Regions from separate parts of the Bombyx mori genome. Here region 1 is linked to region 2. Evidence: chromatin contacts called from public Hi-C data. All regions are on one chromosome and are shown on one strand. Each heading gives the region's core, a stretch centred on a gene start, on an enhancer-like site or on the middle of the called end of the contact. The rest is flanking DNA. Distances are from core to core; before and after follow the strand shown.

Region 1 (3,124 bases), core at 555-3,054, 36 kb before region 2:
GCCGCGCGGGTGGGGATCCGGCGATTTTCTCCTGTGGAAAAAAAAATGACATTTTCAAAATAAGCTTGCATATAGCTATATACCGCATATAAATAAATATTGGACCGTCGGTCTACCGAGCAATATCACCCGCTCGGTGGAACATTTTCCATTTGTCGTATTCCTACATAGTACACCATAAAAAGTTCTTTTATTTCAGTTATAAAAAAAAAAAATAACAATATGAAATTATCGATATTTTTTTCGACTAACCTTCCTCATCACTAGCATCTTACTGACATGTGGCTCTTAATTATAACTCAACTCGAAAGCAAGTACAGGCCCGACAAAAAAAATATATATCTAAAATAACTGTGTTTTTAATCTCTGGTTACTGAACTCTGACAAAAAACATTTTTTTTTTGCTCTTACGCACATGTCTACGAATGGGTTAAGATCTGTTGAACTTTTTTTTTTTTTTTTTTCATAAAAACTGTCATTCCTTCGGCAAATGAAAAGTTACGGCGTTTCACAGTATTTTTAGTGGGTTATTTTAGTTTATATTTTTTTAAATCCGTATAGATGAATAATGATTATAACACATGGCAATGATTTCCACTGTCATCTGACGCACGTGAGAAATGTTTTTTTCTTCTTCTTCTTCTACGAGTCAGTGTCGCATTTGTTCATAGAACGTGCATTTTTTGAGGATGAAACGTCTGAATGTCACGAGTATTTGGGCGATGAGTTTTATGACAGGCCCGGCAATGACGTCACGGTTAGCTAATAAACGAAAAGCATTATAAATTTTAATTTTAACAGTGATTAATCTTTTTACAATTTTTGAAATTGCGATAAATTTACGATTTGCAATTTAAAGGATATTTTTTAAGTTTCCGTACATATTGTTGCGGTAAACGTCAAAGTTGACATTTCACGTTTCGTTGGCGCTAAAGATATTTTATTCAATTTTATTTCATGTTTTTTTACCTAAATCTACTAATACTAGAGGTCCCGCAGTAGTCGAAATTCGACTATAATTAATTGGAATTGTAAGTCTGTACACTATTATGATTGTATTTTATACTTCTATAATCACAAATTTTGCCAAGGCTACATTATAAAAAAGTGTTAATAAAACACAATATATTTTAATCTATTCTCAATTTGACCACAGACGTCAAGAACAAAAGTGTGACAATAAATAGTATGCATGCGTGTGTGCGTCAAATACATGGTATGTAGTGTGTGTAATATTTTCTTTATTGATTTAATGTATCTTTTATGCATTATTTTTAAAAAATATTAGCTTTGTGCACTTCTTCTCTATATTCTCTATAAGTGTGGAAAATTTCATAATCCTCCGTCCGCGCAATTTTCATAAAAAGGGATACAAAGTTTTTGCTTCACGTATTAATATATAGATACCTACAATACTACACACATAGAGTACTTACAAAATAAATTTGGTGTATAATTAATTTGCACAATAATTATTGCGGTATTAAGAAATTACAATGACTTTGTTACGAAAAAAATAATGAAACATAATGCAAAACTGAATCTGATGTTATCTGATGTTTGTCAGTCTCTGGTACCCTAACACAGGGAATCCTAAATTGGGTTCGGATGACCGTGCATGATTTGTGAAAAAAAAAAACTTCTACAGATTTTAAATGTTCATGGCTTTCTCATTGTTCAGTGTACTAAAACAAATTTTCGATCGGGAAATGCAAGCTTTTTTAAATAAGCCAGTAGTAGCAATACACATGCCGGTCGTCATACAAACACATAAAATAGAATGTGTCAATTAACTCTGCTCCGATAACGAGTTGGATGCACGAATAATGCGAACAACAATAAACAAATTGCAATGATTAATTGCATTGAACTATTTAATACATTGTAAGTGTTTTGAATTTATGCTTTAACACGTTGACTGCGGGACCGTTGTTGAGGGATTTCAATTGGATTTTTACTGGTGGTAGGACCTCTTGTGAGTCCGCGCGGGTAGGTACCACCACTCTGCTTATTTTTGCTGTGAAGCAGTAATGCGTTTCGGTTTGAAGAGTAGGGCAGCCGTTGTAACTATACTGAGATCTTAGAACTTATATCGCAAGGTGGGTGGCGCATTTACGTTGTAGATGTCCATGGGCTCCAGTAACCACTTAACACCAGGTGGGCTGTGAGCTCGTCCACCCGTCTAAGCAATAAAAAAAAAACTAGTGCGTATGAGGTATTTTCGAGGCAAATTTTTTTTGGTCAGGAGGAAATCGTCAGACTTCCGCCCTTCACTCTGGATGACGGGCGGGGCATGTCGACTAAAAACCTCCTGTCGCTCAACAACTCACCTCCGTATCTCGCATGAGACAGGGCTCATGAAAAGGCAAAGGGGTGAAAGCAAAGTGCTTAGTGCGGAGCATATCCCTCCCATCACCCTTCCTCTCAGGACGCCGGACGCGTGACACCTAATAGGTATCACAATAGTCCGTTTTCGAATATACCCATAGAAATGTGGATGTAGTCGGGTTTTTTCCTACCTAAGCTGATAGCCTTAGAGGACATAGCCAGCGTAACCGAGTGACTAGGTGAGCTCACGGGGCTCTAACCTGAGGACATTGCTAATAGTTAGCCCTAGCAAGAACAGTGCTTCGCAGAATCTACCACCGGATCGAAAACCCACTGAGAAGATCACAGATGACAATCGCGCACGGGGCTTTTTAAGCCGCATAACGCAGTCAGCGGGTTAATTACATAAACTAGGAATTGATAACGTTTAAATATAAACATCTGATTTTGATTATTCTGCAACTTTGTACGGATGGTACTCCGTGGTACCAGAGCTGACTTGTTTATAATGAACGGCTTTATCGTCCATCCAGCTTTTGCGTAACAATTAATACTGGTTTTCGCCGGTTAGTCAAAATATAGGCATAATAACCGATGCTATTAAACTTAGATTTGTTCATTGCATATTCTCTTCTGCTCTGTTTTTTGTATTATTTATTTTGTCTACCTATCTGCTAGCCTAGCCTCGAGGGACTATCTTGGCTTTTATTTGATCGGTGGTGGGGCTCAGTCTGAAAGAGTTTGCTAAAATTTGCCCCTGCAAGAGCTACTGAGAAAAATCGGCGAGAAACTCAGT
Region 2 (3,403 bases), core at 646-3,145:
ACCTAATGTTGAGTGGTTACTGGAGCTTATAGACATCTACAACGTAAACGCACCACCCACCTTAAGATATAAGTTCTAAGGTCTCAAGTATAGTTACAACGGCTGCCCCACCCTTCAAACCGAAACGCATTACTGCTTCACAGCAGAAATAGGTGGGGTGGTGGTCCTACCCGCGCGGACTCACAAGAGGTCCTACCACCAGTGAAAGCTGTTCCAACTCTATACAAATTTGGGTTAACTTTTACGCGATCGAGAAGATAAAAAACTCGCACTAAGGACACTGTTGATGAAGTCAGACTGATCTAAACGACACTATCAGAAACCTACGTGTTATATATTTCCCGTTACCGTAGATTCAAGGCGGTTGACTGACTGAAATAAATCAAATTAAAAGCCTGAACCACCATTACGTATCTCCAAGATTACTGGTAGTAGGACCTCTTGTGAACCCGCGCGGGTAGGTATCAGCACCTCGCCTATTTCTGCCGTGAAGCAGTAATGCGTTTCGGTTTGAAGGGTCGGGCAGCCGTTGTAGCTATACTTGAGACATATTGACAGATAGGTTGACATTCCACCGGTTATTAATGGATTTCAGAGCTGATTTCAGATAGTAAGGTACTGTTCTGACAAAATTTTACCAGTTTTGCCCTTGAAACCAGAGAAAGACTCCACTGCATGAGTACCATCCGTATAGTACCTACTGTTTTCCACAAGCAAAATTTCAACATTACCTTTCGACTAAAACGGAAAATGAAGCGAAAATGTTATTATTGATTGTCGATTTCTAATAGAAAAGATGATAAATAGATCACGAATTAGAAAGGTTTTGTGAATACGATTCGTATAGACATAGTGCACAAAGAATATACTTATAACATTTTTGTTTTAGTAATCAATTGATTTTTTATAAGGACTTGATGATATTGGTGAAACCGCTAGCACAGCTTACTAACAAGAACGCATTGTTGTCACGTGGCAAAATTAGGCAGGACCGTATTGGCTTACGACATTCCCGATACAGCTCTAGGATCGTAAGCGATACACCACATCACGATACATCACATACCCGATCCCGTAGACCGAATGGTAAACAGTCGACGTCGCCCAAAACACGTCATTACGGTTCCTCCCGATCCATTAACAGTGCTTTTAGGTACCACAAGCACCGGTCACCGTTGTCGTCGAACCCGTCGCTTGCGACGAAGGGCTCGACGAGCGAATTAACCCATAGACACAGCCCACTGAGTTTCTTGCCGGATCTTCTAGGTGGGTCGCGTTTCCGATCCGGTGGTAGATTCTGCGAAGCACTGCCCTTGCTAGGGCCAGTGTTAGCAACACTCCGGTTTGAACGCCGTGAGCTAACCTACACGTTAGGGCGAAGCTGAAATAGCCTCTCAAGGCTATCAGCATAGGTAGGAAAAAAAAAGCAATTTTGTCCATATTCCTATAATTCGAAATTCCAGATATTTTTTTTATTGCCTTTGTAGGCAGACGGGCATACGGCCCACCTGATGGTGAGTGGTTACCGTCGCCCATGGACTTCAGCAATGCCAGGGGCAGAGCCAAGCCGCTGCCTACCGCTTAACACTCTCCACAAGCCTCGTTTGAAGAAGGACATGTCATAGCGCTCGGTAAACACCGTGGAGGGGAGCTCATTCCATAGCCGGATGGTACGCGATCTTTCGCGTTCTAATTTTTATTTTATTAAAAGCGAATATTCGCGCTTGATTTAACTCCTCGCCCCAGTTCCCTCAAATTTCAGTCTCCACAAAGACAAAGGAATAAGAAAATGATTCGTTACATTGTATTTTATCTGTGTTTACTATCTAGGGTCACAGTTCTGGGACGCGTGTACCCTCCCTATATAAAGGGGGTGACCTGGCCAGAGATGTTCAGATCCCTTCGGAGCTCAGCAGACTGACAGCGGAGCTAGTACAATGAAGCTATTCGTCTTGGCGGCAATTATAGGTAAGATAATTCCTAATTACACAGTCACTGCGTTTTTTTATTTCGAATGTGCAACTGCAATTGCTTTTTTGATGTATTTTCATTTGTAATATGCAAGAATATTTCTTTTTTGAACCGCAATAAACAAATAAGCGTTCAATACAATATAAATATTTGTAATAATCGCTTCCACGCAGTCGTGCACGGAAATAAATTATTTATTTTTATAGTAATTGAGATATTATGTATAACACAAATGCATTATTTAAATAATTCACGATGCTAACGCGATTTATTTATATCTAAAATAATATTCGAGGTAAATTTAAATGGAAACTCTTAGTACTGACTGATACAAAATCAGAAGCGAGCGAAATTATATTCAAAATGCATGTAATGTAAATTTTGCGTGTAATGTAAATAAAGATTGTTTTATTGCTTAGATGAATGGACGAGCTCACAGCCCACCTGGTGTTAAGTGGTTACTGGAGCCCATAGACATTTACAACGTAAACACGCTACCCACCTTGAGATATAAATTCTAAGATCTCAGTATAGTTACAACGGCTGCCCTGCCCTTTAGACCGAAACGCATTACTGCTTCACGGCAGAAATAGGCAGGGCGAATAGAATGCCTAATAGTTGTCTTGAGATAGTCTTTAGGGAACGCAGGCTACCTACCTAACTGTTCTTTATGTCGCCGGCCCACAAAAAATTAACTCATTTAAACCTTTACTAGATGAGGACCGAGCTTTGCCCGGTTTTTTTTTTGATAACGCCATCTTGTTGTGTCTTTAAAGCGGTTAGTTGCCCTCAATTAAGAAAAATAGTATTATTATTCGCCAATAGATGTCGGGTAGAGTTGATTATTGATAAAACGAATAAAATAACATTTTCTGAAAATAAATCGTAGCTAGATCGATTTATCGCCCCCGAAATCCCATGTATACTAAATTTTATGAAAATCGTTGGAGCCGTTTCCGAGATTCAGATTATATATATACAAGAATTGCTCGTTTAAAGGTATAAGATAAGATATTTGTACTTTGTTTTCGTTTATGTTGAGATAGTGTTTTAATTCACTAAGACAGTGATTCTGAACCTTTTTTTTGTTGCGGCATATATTTAACGATTTCAAAATTTGGCGGCACACAAAGAAAAAGATAAAAATTATTTACTTACTACCGAATCACATACATTTGCCAATTTTAACGAAAGAAAAGGTGCAGTAACTACTATGCAACACCTGGTGAATCCCAACTATAACTAAAACAACACGTTTTGTACGCAGAAGTGGCAAGTGTGCGCCGACTTGAGACATATTCCTATTGCTATGCACGCCGCTTCATCATAATTTGGCACTAAGAAAATCCGCGTTGCAAAGCAAATAATAAAATAATTTATTTTTTTGTGGATTTAAATATATATTCATGTTAAAAATATTTTTCTTTTTAAA

Evidence for each region. A called contact is a pair of places that touch in the nucleus more often than the background predicts.
Region 1: a Hi-C map of whole pupa shows a contact between it and region 2, with 2.0 times the contacts expected there. The contact joins the enhancer-like site here to the promoter of VG in region 2. A contact is called at or near these places in 2 of 7 Hi-C or Micro-C datasets (both in whole pupa).

The regions. Positions count from the first base shown.
Region 1 is chr27:7,880,926-7,884,049 of ASM3026992v2, reverse strand. No RefSeq gene overlaps it. Among protein-coding and RNA genes, the nearest start is that of LOC119631009, 24 kb to the right of the region's middle. Within about 2 kb of position 1,804, at least 2 of the 8 cell types and tissues checked have open chromatin away from gene starts, as enhancers often do.
Region 2 is chr27:7,844,262-7,847,664 of ASM3026992v2, reverse strand. VG (vitellogenin) reads left to right here and starts at 1,895. Exons shown (of 7, transcript NM_001043844.1): 1 at 1,895-1,968. The coding sequence starts at 1,938.